Linked DNA regions of Sus scrofa: region 2 is linked to region 1. A link is a contact called in public HiChIP or PLAC-seq data. All regions are on one chromosome and are shown on one strand. The core of a region is the stretch at or near the end of the contact, and the rest is flanking DNA. Distances in the headings are between cores, read along the strand shown. Region 1 holds the start of TSC22D3 (TSC22 domain family protein 3). Region 2 overlaps MID2 (probable E3 ubiquitin-protein ligase MID2).

Evidence for each region. HiChIP or PLAC-seq counts read pairs in DNA pulled down with a chosen protein or histone mark.
Region 2: a contact with region 1 is called in an H3K27ac HiChIP or PLAC-seq map of alveolar macrophages. The contact joins the enhancer-like site here to the promoter of TSC22D3 in region 1. A contact is called at or near these places in 1 of 5 promoter capture datasets (liver), 12 of 47 Hi-C or Micro-C datasets (alveolar macrophages, embryonic fibroblasts, fetal heart ventricle and 6 more) and 2 of 2 datasets of contacts at active chromatin or transcription factors (alveolar macrophages and skeletal muscle).

Annotation. Positions count from the first base shown.
Region 1 is chrX:88,231,391-88,236,939 of Sscrofa11.1, reverse strand. It overlaps TSC22D3 (TSC22 domain family protein 3), which reads left to right and starts at 3,357. Exons shown (of 4, transcript XM_021080824.1): 1 at 3,357-3,668; 2 at 3,933-4,358. The coding sequence starts at 4,039.
Region 2 is chrX:88,351,661-88,357,209 of Sscrofa11.1, reverse strand. All of the region lies in intron 3 of MID2 (probable E3 ubiquitin-protein ligase MID2), which reads right to left. Among named protein-coding and RNA genes, the nearest start is that of NLRP12L, 49 kb to the left of the region's middle. Within about 2 kb of position 3,334, at least 1 of the 83 cell types and tissues checked has an H3K27ac peak or open chromatin away from gene starts, as enhancers often do. A contact at or near this core is called in alveolar macrophages, where this site is marked.

The DNA.
Region 1 (5,549 bases), core at 2,108-4,607:
TTTTATTTTTTTTTTATTTTTTTGTCTTTTAGGGCCTCACTGGCGGCATATGGAGGTTCCCAGGCTAGGGGTCGAATCAGAGCTGTAGTTGCCGGCCTACGCCAGAGCCACAGCAACGCAGGATCTGAGCTGTGTCTGCGATCTACACCACAGCTCACGGCGACGCCGGATCCTTCGCTCACTGAGCGAGGCCAGGGATTGAACCTGCAACCTCATGGATGCTAGTCGGGTTCGTTAACCCCTGAGCCACGGCAGGAACTCCCCTCTCTCACATCTTATTCTCCAGTAACACTGACCTGCTTTGTAATCAATGCTTAGGCCCCAGCATACACACTGTTCTCACCTCCAGGCCTCTGTTCTTTCCTCTCTTCGAGGAGTAGATTGCTCTTCCCTCCTTCTGGAGCTGACCGCCCCTTCACACTCACCCAGCAGTGCTCCCCCACCCAAACACCCCCCTGGGCCTCCATCATCACTTCCTGTTTCTGTTGCTTTTGTCTGTTTACATATCTGTGTTGCCAAATAGACCATGAGTTCTTTGGGGGCTTGTGCTGATTTACCTCTGAATCTCCACTAACCCTTGCACTTGGCACAGGGCAAGTGGCGAGTGCCTGACTGTCGATGATTCCATCTGAGAAAGCGGTATCCCCCTTTTTCCCCTTTCTCCTCCACCCAGAAAGCCACCAGCTCTGTCTGGAAGTGGGGCCCCCCTCTACTCCCTGGGTTTATACAAGAACTTTGTGCTACTTGGAGTCTCTCCATCCAACACAATACATGGGAGCAAAGCTTCACAGAGAGGAGCCAAGGAGGCCCTGCCCAGTCCGCCTTCCTCGGGAGGTAGAAGTCAATACAAGCAGGACTTGTAAATGCAAACACACAACAGCTTTCTGAACTCCGTCTCTGAACTATCTAGATTGTCCCTCTCTAAGTTATATTTGCTCTTGATCAGCTTGGAGATAGTATGCAGAGCTGCACTGAATTATTAACAATGCTGCTTGTGAGCAAGGACTCCAACAAGGGAAAGGTGGAGGGAACAAAATCTGGAGTTTAAAGGTGCCACATGCCAAGAAGGAAATCCTTCCACCAGGGCTTCCTCCCAAGGTTATGCACAGAGATAAGAGGATTCGGGGCAAGTGTAGAAGCAAAAGGCCCCAGCAGTTCTCAAAACACAACTTAAATAAACATTTATGGAGCTAATATATTTTGTTATAATGTTTAACATAAAATAATTATAAACAAGAGGGAAAATCATCAACACTGTAATTAAAAAACAATTCAGCAGGCTATAAGTCTACACAATGCATATTAAATTTCATATTCTACTACCTCCTCTGGCTTTTACCCAAGAACATTAAAAAAAAAAAAAAAAGACAATGAAGAAGAAAAGGGGAAAATAACGCATCTAAGGGACCGGGGTTTAAGAGAACCAGCAGAATCTTCTGCAGTCGGTGAGAACACAGGGACCATACTCTCAGCTTTGCTGGTCTGGTCAGTGACCTTCCAACGCCTCTTTCACGTCTGATCTTGGTTTCCTGTCAGGGGCCAGGGATACAGCTTGTTTTTAGTTTTCCGGGGCCTACAGCAGAGAGTATACGGCCCTCTGTCCTTTTCGGGAAATGGCCGGGCCCCACGTAAGAGCCACAGAGCCTTGGAAACAAGAAATTGTTGGCTGCCCTTTGCTCCTAATCACGGAGGTGATGCTTGTGGAACACGGAGGGAGCGTGTGCCAAATCTAGGAAAGCCAGATCGGTAGGGACTCAGGCAGGTGGAGCTCCACTAGAAAGGGTGGCTCTGCCCTGACTGGGGTCCAGGCGCACTGCTTGGCCAAGGAGCCCTTTTGGTGTGGACCCTCTGCCTCCTCTTTCCTCCTACTCTCGGGACCAGTGCGGGGTCAATTCCACTAGGGGGCACCGAAGGCGTCTCTGCAAGATCTGACTCCGGCAGGAAACGTTCCACGTTTTGACCACAAGATGGCAGTATATACTGCTCTATTGCCAGCGCCCTGGGCGGGTGAAAGAAGCGAGCTGATGGGGGGGTGGGGAGTATTGGCTGCAACTGAAATCCGTCTGAGTTTTCAGTGAAAGCTGAACACCATGAATATTTTGAATTTTTTTCAGGAGGCAGTAATTACTGAATTCTACGCATTCAAAGTATTCTAAGTCTCCAAGTCCTGAGACATGCGGGAACCCTACCACTTATCAACCCCGCACATCCCCAGCTCTCACAAAGCTGGGGTTTGACCCACAGCAGCAACCTGCCGTGCTCTCCACAAACCTGCCCTTTCACCTCAGCTCCGCTTCAGACTCACCTTCTCCTCAGAGCCAAGAGCGTCAGGACATCCCCCCCAGTGCCCCAAAACATCCAATCACCCCACCTCTGGAAAGGGTAAGGACAGAGATCACCTAAGGCGGGTGGGGGATCAGAAAAGAGAGGGGAGCGCAAGTTTGGAAAGATGGGGGAAGCTGAGTGAAGTGGGGAGGAAGGGACAAAACTGAGGCGAAAGAGGGGTGCGTCAGCGAGAGGGGCAATCACATGCGGGAAAGGAAGGGGGAAGAAAGAAACCGAGGGGGGTAAGAGGACTTGGGGGTAGGGTGAACGAGGACATAGAGAAAAGGAGAAAAAAAATAATAAGACGGGGGCGAGAAAGAAAGGCAAGACCAGAAATGAGTCAAGAAAGAGGAGACAAGGAAAATAAATGAGAGGAAGAATGGAGAAGGGCAAAAAGAAGGAAGATGGGGGGAGCGGGGGGCGAAAATGGAGATAAGAGAGGGAGCGGGGGCGGGGGGCAGCGGGCGGCAGAAGCCTGCTAAGGGGCTGGCACTGCCGGAAGCCGGGACGTTGATGTCTCGGATGGGGTTCGGGGAAGAGAAGAGCGAGCAAAGGGGGCGGAAAGGGGGAGATGAGTGAAGGGAGGAGGCAGGGACAAAAACCGGGGAGCGGTTGAGCCGGCTTCTGTGACTTTCGTCTCAGGCCCGTCTGGGGACCTGCCGACGCGTGCCGGACGCCCTCAGGCTCCGGGCCGAGGCCGCCGCTCTCTCGGCACCCCACCCGCCCCCGACCCCGCTTCTCGAAGAAGGCGGCGTCTCTGCGGCAGAGGGCCCCGGCCGCGGCGGGACGAGGCAACTCGGCCCGCCCGCCGAGCTCGAACCCCCCGGTGGCGCGGCTCCCGGCTCCCGGCTCCCGGCTCCCGGGGAATCTCTGGCCGAGGATGCGCCCGCCGCGGCGCGAGAGCCCGAGCCGGGGAGCTGCGCGGCGCGCGCAGGGAGGGGGAGCCGAGCGGGGCTCCCGGGCGCGCGGGCGAGGGTGCGAGCGGCCGTGCGGGAGCGGAGGGCGGGGGCGGGGCGGCGTGGGGGCAGGACCGCGCCGGCTCCGGGGCGCGCGCCGGGGAAGCGGCGGACCCGCGTGGTCCGCCGGCCCACCGGGGGTCATTTGCATGCTGTCACAAGCCCCGCGCCGACTCCCGGGCGCGCGGCTCGCTCGCTCGCTCGCTCAGTCAGTCGCGCTCGGCTCCTGCCACCGCTCCGCCGGCGCAGCCCCGGGGAGCCCGAGAGCGGGCGAGCCAGCGAACCGGCGGCGAGGGAGGGAGGGAGGGAGGGAGCCCGGGAGGGAGGGAGCGAGGGCGCGCCCCGGCTCTCCCTCTGCCCCGCCGCCCGCCCTTCCTGCTGCCACAGGTCCGCCCCGGGCCCCGCTCACACTTGGGAAACTTGGGACGGCGCAGGGGCCGCGTGTGGCACCTCAGGGGGGGCGGCCCCGGCCTCGGGAGGAGGAGGAGGGGGGAGAGGAGGAGGAAGAGGAGGAAGTGAGCCCGAAGGATCCGCTCAGAGCTGTTTGTCCAGCTGTTTCTATTCGCACCCCGAGCGGCCGGCGCAGCCAGAAGGGGGCCGAGCCGAGGGTGGCCGGCTTTCGGCGCTAATTGACAACTCTTCTCCTCACAGCTTGTCTTTCCCAGACACCCTGGAGTCCCCTCAGGCCGGCCCGGCGGGCGCGCACCTGCCGGCCGCCCCTGACCGCGCGGGCCAGGCGGCCCCTGAGGCGGAGAAGATGGCCCAGCCCAAGACCGACTGCCGCTCACCTGTCGGCCTCGACTGCTGCAACTGCTGCCTGGACCTGGCCCACCGGAGCGGGCTCCAGCGCGACAGCAGCGGGGACAACAACAACCCGGGCAGCCCCACCGTGAGCAACTTTCGGCAGCTGCAGGAGAAGCTGATTTTCGAGAACCTCAACACCGACAAGCTCAACAGCATAATGCGGCAGGATTCGCTAGAGCCCGTGCTGCGGGACCCCTGCTACCTGATCAACGAGGGCATCTGCAACCGCAACATCGACCAGACCATGCTCTCCATCCTGCTCTTCTTCCACAGGTGGGTGGCGGGGCACACGGCGTGGGGGGGGGCGGCGGCGGCACACGGTCCCGGCTCGCACCGGCCTCTGCTGGATCCTCCGCTCGCACAAAAGGGGCCACCACGAAGTCCGGGGGGGGTGGGCTGGGGAGGTCAGGTTCACCCGGGCTGCGGTGGCCGACCCGACCCCGAGGCTGGCCACCTGGATTCCTGTGCCCCTGAGGGGAGGCCTGGCGGATGCTGTTTTTGAAAGGTGCCTGCAAGAAGCCCTCCTAGGGAGATGCTGGCGCCCAGAAGGTGGACAGAGCCCGAGACGGTTTGGGGGGAGCTGGCAGCACTTTCTCCCCCCAGTGCCCACATTTCTACAGCCACTTTGCAGATTCCGAGGTGGATGCCCTTGGGATCCCGAGTTCCCCCCTTCTCAAAAGCCTTTTTCTAAATATGCAAACTCGGATGGAAACTGCAAGGGTTTTTAAATTTCCTGAGTGGCCCCAACTGCCTCCGGTGAGGGCAAGCAGAATGTCCAGACAAATTAAGCTGCTGGTGGTGTGGGGCAGAGTGGGGAATAAGAAAAAATTAGAGACCTGTGAGAATTTCTCGAAACTCTAGGTGGTGGGACCCTCGCCTCCTCCATGGGTCCCAGCCTTCACTTTCGAGCCAGCGAGGGCTAAAAGCAGCCCCGAAGAGCATTCTAGGACCTGAGGGCGAATGAATCCGTGTGGGTTGCAGGCGTGGGTTGGAGTGCGGGTCAGACTTTCTAGAAATCGGGCTGAAGGACGAGGAAGGGAAGGGAGGGGAGAAACACAATGGGAAGACCCAATGCGTCTGCTGTCCTCCAGTCTGAGACACTCTGGTGAGGGCCGGTCTTACCAGACCCCGAGGGCAGGGGGAACAATGGAGGCAATTTTGAGGCAGGGGAGGCAACCTCGGGAAACCTAGTCTTGAGTTGGATGTTCTTAGAGCCACAGAGACGGCGCTGGTGTGTGTGTGTGTATATGTGTGTATTTGTGCCCGCGTGTGGGTGGGTTTTATTCTTTCTCAACATCTCAGGTTATGTAAGAGAAAGAGACACCCACTGTGGGAGATCTGGGTTGTAGGGCTCTACTTCCCTGTGTGAGCCTGAGTAAATCGCTTGACCTCTCTGGTCTCTAAAAGTTTCCTTCTGGGTCTGAGATTCCAGATCGTGGGCAGGTGATATGCTCAGACTAGGAT
Region 2 (5,549 bases), core at 2,085-4,584, 120 kb before region 1:
TAAGGAACCCGACTAGGATCCACGAGGTTGCGGGTTCGATCCCTGGCCTCCCTCAGTGGGTTAAGGATCCGGCGTTGGGTCACTGCTATGTTATGGGCTCGATCCCTGAGGATGCATGCCATAGGTGTGGCCCCCAAAATGCATATAATGTAACATGTAGAACATATATAATGCACACACACGTATATCGACATGCACACACACATTTTCCATGTTTACTTACCGAGTTTAATGAACAAAAATTTTGGCAACACAGAGAGAGGATAATTGGCTCTATATACATGTCTTAGGAATGGCCTAGTGCCGGGTGGCAATTCTGTGTTAGTTTTAGAATCCCTCAGGGATCAGACCTCCAAGCCTTGGTAGCCTTAGGGCTAGTTATTTTCTCCCCCCATATTCTCCTTCTACACAAGGTAGCTATTTAGAACAGGCAAGAAGTGGGAGAGGTATTATACACACGCGCGCACACACACACACACGCACATGCACACACATATATATATCCTACATGAAATGAAGCAGAAACCTCCTTTCTATATCTTCAGAACCGTAAAATTGTTAAATCTTAAAAGGACTGAAGTAAGCATCCATTTCTAGCCTCTTATTTTATAGATAGAAACGTGAGGCCTAGAGAGAAGGGCTTACTCAACATCATAGTACGATCAATGACAGGGCACGGCTGGAGCCAGAGCTTTCGCTCCCCATCCAGTGTTCTTTCCACTCCACTACTTGTTTTGTGAAGCATAGTACTTGCTTATAACCCCCTCTGAAGCTATAAAACTCTCTGGATCTCACCCTTGTGAATTTAGCCTATAAATATGAACATTTATATCTACACACACACACACGCACACACAAACTTGCAGGGATGTTCGTAACAGCTTTATGGGTCTTAGCCAAAAACTGGAAACAACTGAAATGCTCTTCAGTGGGGGCACAGATAAACGAATTGTGGATCATCAACGATAAAAAAAAAATGTAAACCATTGATGCACACAACCTGAATGTATCTCAGAGGCATGATGATGAGTGACATAAACAAATCATAATATGTTGCATACTGCATGATTCCATTTATGTAACATTCCACAAATTACAAAATTATCGTGATGAAGAACAGATCCGTGGCTGCCAGGGGGGCAGATGTGACTGCAAAGAAGTAGCACAAATGAGGTTTTAGGGGTAATGAGATTGTACTGTTCTCATTATGGTGGTAGTTACACGAATCTATACATGTGATGACATTTATGGAACTACACACATTCCCCCCCGCCCCTCCAAAAGGCTGAGTACATGTTAAAAACTGATGAAATCTGCATGTGGTCTGTAGCTTGCTTAGTAGAATATTGTACCAATGATAACTTCCTAATTGCGAGAGTTATGTGGTTATGTAAGATGTTAACACTGGGGAAGAATATATGGATGGTGTGTTGGAACTCTATTATTTTAGAACCTTCTATATGAGCTTAAACTTATTTCAAGAATTAAAAGAAAAAGAAAAACTTTAGAAGTCCCATAATGGTTTAGACAGATCGGGTGAACCAACATTTATAAATTTTTCTGAAGTTATAACTAGATATTTTTAGGCCTTTGCTCAAATGGCGTCTCATCTCATACCCACTTGGCATCCTAGTTGATTTTTATCCATAACATGTATAACTCCTAATAAAAATATATTTATTGTGTGTCTCCCCCAGCTAGCACATAAGCTTCGTAATCTTAAGGACTTTGTTTTATTCACTACTGTATTCCCAACACCTAGAATAATGCCTGGCACACTGTGGGTAGTCAACAAATATTTGTGGAATTAATGAACGAATGTGAGTATGTTGGCCCTGAAATAAAGAGAGAATGAAAAATTGTATACTAGGTCACATGTCTTCATTACAAGAGGCAAATTTCCCTTACATTTTCTTTTTATACAATTACTCAAAATGGTAATTTGGCTCTGCCATTTACATATGGTTTGCCACATTATGGAAGATTTTCAAAGATGCTGAAACAACCACCTAGGTGCTAGGAGATCACATATTCTGAAATGGTTCCTCACCCAATGTTAAAAGAAGGAAAGAGTTACCTCTCTTGTGAAACTGGCTGTGCTTTACTCATCCCTGGGGTGCATAAAGGATTGTACTGACAACAGCTAGCCACCAGAGGGCAGTGTTTATTTAATTATCCTTTCTCAGCACCTATTGTGTCCCAAGCCATGTGCTGGGTATAAAAAAAGTGGATAGGCCACAGTACCCACTAAGTTTAAGGTCTGGTGGGGAGACAAATAGGTATATAGAAGTGCTATGATGAATGTACATATACGGGAGTTCCCGTCATGGCTCAGCAGTAACGAACCCCACTGGTATCCATGAGGACGCGGGTTTGATCCCTGGCCTCGCTCAGTAGGTAAAGGATCTGGCATTGCCGTGAGCTGTGGTGTAGGTTGCAGAAGCGGCTGGGATCTGGCGTTGCGGTGGCTCTGGCGTAGGCTTGCAGCTGTAGCTCTGATTCGACCCCTAGCCTGGGAACCTCCATATGCCATGGGTGTGGCCCTAAAAAGACCAAAGAATATAGATAGATAGATAGATAGATAGATAGGGTTCTCCAGGTACACAGGGGAAGAACTCCTGAACCAGATTAGGGAGAAGGAGAGGGATACAGAGCATGTGTGATGGCTTCCTGGAGGAGGAGATGCCCAAGCTGAGCCTTAGGAGATAAGCATTCGCCAGCCAGGAGCAAAGGGGAGGGGTGCAAGTTCTCTGAGGACAGGTGCCATGTTCACACTGTGCTTCCAATGCTTGGCCCAAGGCAGAGATATGCTTTAATACTTGCAGAGTGAATGAACCAGGTATAAAGTGCAGGTAGTGAAAAGCGTATGCTCAAGGCAGACAGGGTCCAGATCATAATGGGTCTTAGAAACCTTTATCTTAATGGTGATGGGGAACCACTGAAGGGTTTGTGGTAGGGGCGTGGCATGTGGGCTTTGCATTTTAAAAAGCTCATTCCCACAACAATGTGGAAAATGGATTAAAGGGGGACAGCATGAGTCAGAGAGACCAGTTAGGAACTGTGGTTTCCACAATGAATGTGGCACAGTCATGGCCACTGCCTTTAAGAAACTTGCTGTCCAATGAAGGAAACGAGATGGAATCAGGTAACTGCAACAGAGCAAAGCAGGCAGTGGGTGCAACAGAGGCGAGGCACTGGCCATTCTGCCCGTGGTCAAGCAGTCAGTGCGTGGCAGAGACAGTTCCAAAACCCAGGTTTCCTGATTCTGAGTCTAGGGCTCTTCCCCAAGCCCTCCTTTTCACTGGCTTTCACAATCACAGACTTATGTAATGGAAGGAGAGCAGGGCAAGCCAGTGAATGATTAGGCATTCTTTAGCCTCAGACTAGACTGTAGGGAGCATTTAGCCCTTCTTTGTACTCAAGTCTGACGTAAGCATCCCTGCCCAAGACCTCTGTTTCTGGGAGACGGCTGTGGTATCCTGATTCTTTTTTTTTTTTTTTTTTTTTTTTGGTCTTTTTAGGGCTGCACCCATGGCATATGGAGGTTCCCAGGCTAGGGGTCAAATCTGAGTTGTAGCCACTGGCCTAGACCACAGCCACAACAACGCCTGATCAGAACTGCATCTGCCACCTACACCACAGCTCACGGCAATGCCAGATCCTTAACCCACGGAGTGAGGCCAGGGATCGAACCTGCGTCCTCAAGGATGCTAGTCAGAATTGTTTCCACTGAGCCATGACGGGAACTCCTGTATCCTGATTCTTTCTGCATACATCCAGTGCAAGAAATCTACTGTGAGAGCCAAGGAAATTCACACAGTGACAGCTAAGGTCAGGGAAGGCATCATTCTGAGAAAGAAGTCATTTTTATGAGACAGGGCACTTCAGATGACAAAAGGGAAAAAAAAAATCAGGGGTTATCTTTAGGGAACCAAAGACCAAACTGAAAATGGAAAATCCTTACAAAGAATGGGCTTTGAAGTCAGACAGCCCCAGGTTAGGCTCCTAGCTCTGCTGCTTATCAACAACCTGTCTGGTCTGGGGCAAGCAGCCTAAGGTTCCTCCTCTGTAAATGAGCATCCTATTAGTATCTAGCCTCGTAGGGTTTTATACATGTTTATTAAATAACAGAAATAAAGCGCCCAATACATTTTCTGATATATAATCGGTAGCCGAAAAGTTGCTTTTTTGTTTTGTTTTGACTACCACTGCTCTGACGACGATGGTGACTACTGCTAAAACCACTGTATCTTCTGGGGTTTTCTGCAGAACAAACAGGCGGGCACTGTTTGATCATCTGGTTTGTTTTTATTCAGTTTCTGCTTCTGTTTTGCTTTCTGGAACACACTGGGTCACGATTTGCTTTTCTCTGAGATTACCGTGTCCCTTTATTTATTCTTTTTTTTTTTTTTTTTTTTGCTTTTCAGGGCCGCACCTTTGGCCTATGGAAGTTCCCAGGCTAGGGGCTGAATCGGAGCTGTAGCTGCCAGCCTACAGCAATGCCAGATCTGAGCAGCCTCTGTGACCTACACCACAGCTCAGGGCAATGCCAGATCCTTAACCCACTGATCGAGGCCCGGGATCGAACCCTCCCCTTTCTTTATTCTTCTTCCCACACCTAAGCATCTACATCACATTCCCAATGGTAGCGCCCTTCACACTGCTGGACAGGGGTCACCCTGCCTCTGAATATAAGATAGCTTCTCCTCCTCCTACCAGGAGCCAGGCCATCACCTCTCCATTCAGAGCAGAAGTCTGATGCCAGAAGGGAGATCAGGTGCTGACTTCTGCCAAAACACCGATTACATTTCACTTCTTGGCTGGGAAGGAATTTGGCTGGCTCGAGCTTGCTCTCCTCTGTTTTTCAGCTCTGGGCTCCCCCATAATTAACACAATCCCCCAGGCTCAGAGCCCAAGGGATATCAGGTTGAGTCTCGAAGAAATAGGTATGTAAGCAACAAAGCTAACACATTCCCTCACTTATAAAAATATAATACCATAATTACATTCTGTATCAGTTTCCTCTGTGGTGCTCCCTGAGGGAGAGGACCCCATCTGTCCTGTACTCTGAGCTCCAAACAGAGTAGAGCGCTGTACCGTGGAGGCTCATTAAAATACTTGTTAATGCCTTGATGAATATGTATCTTCCCACATACAATAGGGATTCACCAGTGAGCCTGCCCGTGGGATTGATGAGGAAAGATGAGAGGCAGTTGTCAAAACTATGAACAGACTACGAGGTATTATGCAAGTATTACTGGCATCAGCAATAGCCCGAGGATACAGCCAGGGACTCTATCCTGATGGGCATTGCCTTATGGCAAAAAGCTCTGAGGCTTTGATACGTGAGTGTTTGCATATGCGTTTGTGTGTAAATAATGGCTGTAATTCATAATCTCTCCGCCTTCACTAGGACAAAGCATGCAGGGCTGTGTCCCCCATCTTCATACTTGCTCAGACAAAAGGCTACCTTTTGGGAGCTTATTTTCCTTAACAGGTCTGCCCTTGATGTTTCTTTTGACCCCATTCACCTATACATAGTGAGGGTA